Regions from separate parts of the Nothobranchius furzeri genome. Here region 2 is linked to region 1. A link is a contact called in public Micro-C data. All regions are on one chromosome and are shown on one strand. The core of a region is the stretch at or near the end of the contact, and the rest is flanking DNA. Distances in the headings are between cores, read along the strand shown. Region 1 overlaps slc20a2 (solute carrier family 20 member 2). Region 2 holds the start of LOC107394299 (bifunctional methylenetetrahydrofolate dehydrogenase/cyclohydrolase 2, mitochondrial).

The links. Hi-C and Micro-C count contacts between places; a contact is called where the count stands out from the background.
Region 2: a contact with region 1 is called in a Micro-C map of tail fin, with 18 times the contacts expected there. The contact joins the promoter of LOC107394299 here to the enhancer-like site in region 1. A contact is called at or near these places in 2 of 2 Hi-C or Micro-C datasets (skeletal muscle and tail fin).

The regions. Positions count from the first base shown.
Region 1 is chr17:56,650,341-56,653,509 of NfurGRZ-RIMD1, reverse strand. It overlaps slc20a2 (solute carrier family 20 member 2), which reads left to right. Exons shown (of 11, transcript XM_015973187.3): 11 at 1-1,731. Among protein-coding and RNA genes, the nearest start is that of LOC107394297, 13 kb to the right of the region's middle. Within about 2 kb of position 1,334, at least 1 of the 3 cell types and tissues checked has an H3K27ac peak or open chromatin away from gene starts, as enhancers often do. A contact at or near this core is called in tail fin, where this site is marked.
Region 2 is chr17:56,717,816-56,721,315 of NfurGRZ-RIMD1, reverse strand. It overlaps LOC107394299 (bifunctional methylenetetrahydrofolate dehydrogenase/cyclohydrolase 2, mitochondrial), which reads right to left and starts at 1,486. Exons shown (of 8, transcript XM_054731665.2): 1 at 1,310-1,486; 2 at 482-666. The coding sequence starts at 1,452.

The DNA.
Region 1 (3,169 bases), core at 85-2,584:
CCCAGCCCGGCGCCTCTCTGACGTGTAGATTTGACGTGTCGGTAACCGGTAGATGAGATTTAGAAATGACTTGTTTTTATTTTTGAACTTTAGACGAAAACACTTTGTAATTTTGTTTCCCTGCTGCTGTGATCATGAGCTGCGGGAGGAGGGAGGTTTTACTGCTCGTTGATATAAAACAAGCAGCCGTTTGTTGTCATTTTAATTGGAAAAAAACAGAAAATAAATCAGAGCGTGAGAGCGTTTGGTTCCTCGTGCTTTTGGCAGCCGAAGTCTCTTGCAGCTCGTGACCTTTTCCTCGCCAGACTGCTCGTTACGCAGAGGGACGCACATGGCTTCCATGCTCACATCCATATTTTACTCTTGTTACCTGTTGCAAGGTGTTTCAGCGGAAGTGCATTTTATTACTTCACCTAACGGTGACCCCTAAAAACGCAGGTTTTCCTTTCCCATTGACTCCCTGAAAGCTGTAAACAAGCCTGATGTCACTAAATCTGTACTTTCTGTATAAATGAGTCAGCTTTAATCAGTTTTGTCTGTTTTAAAAACTCCAAAAGAGTGGAACAGATCAAATGTTTTGTTGAGTCAATGGAAGGAGTCATTCGGCTAGAATAAACGCACAACTGCGCCTTTTCTCATCCTGCAGACGCGACACTAAAACCCCTGCAGCCTCGATGAAGAGAATAAAAACCTGTTAAAGGGTGAAATTGGTTTGAGCATAAAGGCAAGTCGTCTGTGTGACTCACGGTGCATCTTTTTATTCATCTGTCATTTTCCCGCCTTTCATTCTTTGTCCTGATTGGCCAGAAAGAGGCGCATCGCTCGAGATGGGGAGGAAAAAGTGAAAATCGTGCTCTGGTAGCTTTCATTTATTTTTATTTTTAAACAAACCACAATGGAAATATATTCAGCCACCAGTTTTACTTGAAAGTAGAAAAAAATCAGTTGATTTGATTTTAAAACTATTCTAAATGTATTTCAGATGCATTATCTGAACAGCAGGCGGCGCTTAAACAAAGCCACTCACCTGTATAGAATATTTTATTCCTGACTGAGCCAGAAAAGCACAATTTCAACAAACCCAACTGCACTCTTAAAGGAGCCATTTGCTGCTCTAATGTTGAGTTTAATGGAAAACAATTTATAAAAAGTGAATAATTGTGATCTCAGCCACCAGAGGGCGCAGTTCAGCCCTTTCCTCCCCGTGGAGTGAGGCAGACCTTCGGAATAAATCGTTGTAAATTGTCGTTGAGGGAGTTTCTGTACTCCTGCTGCATCAGAACCATTTTACAGAATGTACCATTCCTCTCCCTGAATGTTACCATGGTGCTACACTGCTGCACTGGTGTAGTAGCGCCCCCTCTTGTCTGTGCAGGCAGCGCTCACCTCAGCAGTGGAGAGCTTTTCTCCATCCCAAGGTGATGGCTGTCCTCTCTTTGTGATAAGATGGTTTTAATGGTTGTTTTTGTGTTGGGATGCGCTCCCTGGCCGGCCTGCAGGCTTTACAGCTCCGTGATGTCTTTTTACTGTTCCTGCTACTTTACTGTCCAGTCCATGAAAACAAAAAATAATAAAATGTCTCAAAAGAAACTGTAGCCTGCTTCTACAAAACCCTACAGCTCCTCTGATTTGCATATATCGTACTGTAATGTTTTATTTAAGGTTTTTAGTGGGGAAAAAATGTCACATTTAAACAATTATGGGAATTAAAATTACAAAGAATACCCAAAACCTTTGGAGTGGCGTCTTATTTTGGCTGAATGTTGATCATTTAGATTTTTCACTAAATTTACTTCATGCAAGAGGAGAATTTAGTAAATTGTATATGTATATATATATATATATATATATATATATATATATATATATATATATATATATATATATATATATATTTGTCATTTTAGAAACCGATTAAAGCATAAATGGGTGGGAAAGCAGGAGGTGGAGGAATCGGAAGGTTGCAGGTTTGATCCCGGTTCCCACCAGAGAATGCTGCTGTTGTGTCCTTGGGCACGATACTTAACCCACTCTGGCTGGTGGTGGTTGCTGAAGGGACTGGTGGCACCTCACATCTGTCAGAGCAGCTGCGGCTACATTGTAGCTCATCACCGGCGTCTGAATGCCTGTGATGCAAAGAGCCTTGGGGGGTTAAGAAGGCTCTATACAAACACAGTCCATATCCAGTTAGCCAGAAACATGTTTTTATTTTCATTTTGAATACTTTTAAAGATTTGTGTTTTTTTACTAAATAAATTATAATTTATTCAATAAATGAAGTTTGCGTTGGTTTAGTCTTCGCAAAAAAGACATTTTAATAGTTTCGCTACAACTGAAAATCATTCGTTTTATCAGCAAGATGAAAGGACAAAAATCTGATTTGCTCTGCATACAAACCATAATACTGTTGGTTTTAATCCGTGTTTTAAGTGAAAATGTCACCTTTATTATTCCTTTAGAACACACATCTCCAATCTTTTCAAGACGAGGGCCAACATCATTTTAAAGGTCTTACTGGTTATGAAAAGCAACATTTTTCTTTTTAGAATTAAAATTAGTTTATTTTTCTATATTTGTACAAAAAGTTCTCGTATAAAAAGTGATTATGCACGGCCTGCTACACTAGAAATGCACTCGGCCGTCTTTTGGACGGGCCTGCTGTGGCGGCACCAGCCCGATGGGTCCGTAAAACCCGACCACTTCACTTTCTGCTCTCTATAAAGTCTTGAGTGAATTTATTTCCAGGTTTTAGGGCTCCGATAATTCAGACTCAACTCTTACGTTCCCACCGGCGTTTCTGCTGGCTTTCATTTAAAACGTCTCTTTAGCAACAATAAAAAGCTGCTGGATTGATGCCGGCACACAGCTTGAGGTTCAGCAGGACGGCGGTTTTCATTACGCGTGGGATAAATCAGAAACCACCAAGCAGCAGAAACCGTGACCTTCCTGCAGCCCGGCGCCCTCTAAAGGTTTAATAACAGGCCCTGCTCGTACGCGGGAGGTGGCATTTAGTCGTTTCATCATAACTGGCACCAGAAAGCCCTTCAGGTGTTTATGAAGCTCCTTCCCAACATAATGGATCCCATCAGGATTCAGACCGATGCAAACTCAAAACAAGAGGTTTACACTGATTTTTCGGGTTATTTGCAGCTGTGCTGATGTAGGAGCT
Region 2 (3,500 bases), core at 237-2,736, 68 kb before region 1:
GTTCAACCAGCTGCAGAAGAGGAACATTGACTCCGTCTACATCACAGGGGTCATCCAGAGCTTCACCAACAGCATGCAAAAGATCAGGTACATACTTGTTCATTTAATATTATTGTGATGAAATTCTCCAGTATGTTAGTTTCACAAACAGTAATGTGGATGTGGACCATATATGGTCGTGTTATTTTATGTGCAATTTAATGCAGTATTTTTCAACCTTGGTCTGCAAGGCAGCGTGCCAATAGTCAGACACACCTGGATTAATCAGTTTGTCCAATGATGTAAGACAGGAAATAAAAGAGCTGTGCTTAATTCAGGAAATAGTGGAGTTGTGCACAAAGCTCAGAAAGCACAAGTTTAAAAAAAAAAAATAGCACAGCCCCACCAAAAATATTTTTCACCAGCCGCCACTGTCGGTCACCCTCTACTTGCAACCCAATTCTGGCCTAAAAGAATAATAATAGTTAAGTTTGTTTCTGACCCAAGATGCTGGCTGCCCGGGTCTTGTTCCTAACGTAGGCGCGGCTGGCCGGGTCATCTCCCACCAAGACCACTCCAAGGTGGGGTCTCGGGTTTCCCTGAGCCACGAGCTCCTCCACATCCCGTTGGGTCTCTCTGTGAATCTGTCGAGCCAACTCTGTTCCCGAAATCACCACAGCTGCACACCTGGGGGAGTGGAGCGATGACAGAAACCAGCATTAATGGATCACTGTTGAACATGAACAATATAAGCTGATGAGATAAATGGCACCAAAAATACATTTTAACATATTTCAGTTGTTTCATCACCAGATTCATTAAAAATGTCCTCGCCAATGTTTAGTGCTACTATTTCCTCACTAGTATTGGTGGAATTATCCGGGTTTTTGTTTCCATGGTAACGTTTAAAATGTGCGTTTGTGCAGCAAAACTACACGATGTACATCAAGTAACGAGCTGACAGCACCGGTGTAGTGCCGAAAACTGTACCCTCCCGTGATTACATCCCCCTGCCTTTCCAACAAGATTAACTCAAACGCTGCGCGTTCTTATGAGCAAACGTACTGAGTTACTTAACTCCGACACGTCTGTCAACATCGTCGTTTGAAGAAAACTCAAATTCTGTATCTTTTATTCGTTTAACCGGCGCGCTCTACCGACGGTGACATCCGCTGTCAATCACCATCTTCTGCCACGTGACTCTACGTTCTGCCACGTGACTCTACGTTCTGCCACGTGACGCTACGTGCAGTCCACCGGCGCCCGAACGTGACGTCGCTCCTCTAAACCGGTTAACTACGGAAAGTCTTTGAACTGTGGCCCCCTTTACCTCCACGCGGAAACATGTAGGGGTCTCCGCTGAGCCTCGTGTTTTCCGCGTGTCCGCAGCTTGGTGGGGCAGCGGTGATGGTGGGCGGTTAACGAGCCGCAAATCCTGAAGGAGGAGCGTAGAGGTGTAACGGATGCCGCCATATTCGTGTGCTTGACGTAGGGCGTGCGTAGGTACGCAGAGAGGTGGCGTTGCTTTAGGATGTGAGTTTATCTGCTGAGTGGAAGGAAAGTTGTGTTGTGGAAGATGTAAAGTGTGTTACTAGCGTTACCTCGGAGGCAGCAACAGTTTTACTCATGTGCACGGACCTGTCGAAGCCACAAATGTAAGAAATAAAAGAAATAAATTAACATTTTGGGCATTCAAAAATTTTTCTCATTGGATGGAGTCCCGCGAGGTCAGATGTCAAAATATATCTGCGATCAGTGTTTCCCAATGTTGGGGTTGGGACCCCACTGAGGGTCACCAAGAACTGCACAGGGGGTCTCGAGACAATTTTCAGAAATCAGAATAGAACTGAAAAACAACTGACTGAATATTTCTATCATGATCATTACAATAACTAAACTAAATGGTCATAAATTGATTTAAGTGATTATAAGCTGAAGTGTTTTTCTTTGTGTCCAGAATAATTAAAGTTTATAAGCATGTTGGTATTGTCAGATCAGAGAAATCTGGAGTTACTATTGCTTTTACGATCGTCTAGCGCTGGGAAGCCACTGTCTTAGATCGCTAATGAGTGATTGGGTGAGTGTGTTCTTGTGAATGACAACATGTTTGGGTAAAACACTCTTTTAGTCTTTAATTTCCAGTCAGACAGTTCAAACCCTTGTTTATAGTAAATAAAAAGTGCAGCTCATTGCATAAGACAGTGTTCCCATGAAGAGGCCCATTCCATGCTTACCTGTGTTTATGTTACATTCAAACTTTAACAAGAGAGATTCAAATCTTGATTTCACATCAGATGAAAAAAGCAATATGATGTAGGTCATTTTGTTGATTATTTTTGTTTTTGGAGCTATATTTCTTTATGAATTCCTGTGACTCTTGGGCTAATTGGTTGGTTGTTTGTTTGTTTGTTTTGTAAAGTTCCTAACTAAGTATTGATTATGAGTTTAAAGTGTGCAAAAAGCAAGGATGTTAGTAAACACAGCCTAAACTGGAAAAAAATATATAAGTAAATCAAAAACATGTACACATTTGGTCACACAAAGAAAGAAGATAAAACCTCAGAAACAAACCTATTGACCCATGTTCACAAATGCATTGCTCTGTTTTAACATGTATTCCCTCTGCATGAAACTTATTGAATTATTCTTGTAGCATTTTTATGTTTTCTCTTACTGAAGAAACGTCCAGAACACCTAAAATCCCAAAGGGAAAGAAAGCAGAATCACTAAAGTCCTTGGCCACTAGATGGAAGCAGATGTGCAGTTACTGCTGTCTTTGGGTCCTCTGGTCAGAAAGACATGAAAATATAGACCAAATTTTTATGTAAAAATTAAAATAATAAGATATCTGGAAATGTCAAAACAACTTTTAAATCATAACAAATTCGAGCTGTTTAAAGAGCAAGTCACCAGATTCTTACTGAACTCCCACTTCCTGTTTGAAAAATGCAACAAATGCTGTTGCCTTGCAGAACACTGACAAACACACACACACACACACACACACACACACACACACACACACACACACACACACGCACACACACACAGGCTCACACCTGCATTGTGACATCACATTGTACCAGCTAACGATCTAGGGCACCTCTTAGCCAATAGCGATGGCAGATTTAAATTCAAATGCAGTGCAGAGTGTTTACCTGACAACGGCACAACACTGACAGTTTTAGGCAGAAAATTTAATTTTAACTAAAATGCACTAAAGTGCAAAACTATTGACTACACGTGTCTGCAGCACGATTAGACACACATTTATTAGTTTATTAGAAAAAAAAGTTGATTTGGGGGTGACTTGCTCTTTAAAAAATGATAATTTTCTCTATGAAAAACACACTCAGTATATAATAAAGTATTTATCAGTACACATTAAACGTCATGGACAGCTTGGATATAGAGAATGGATTTTTCTTTGGATGCAAGTCACAAGAAGCAACGAATATTTACACAACACCTAAAAGTAAATGCTGATATAGTAAACAACGTATTTTCCTTCCAGTTAATAC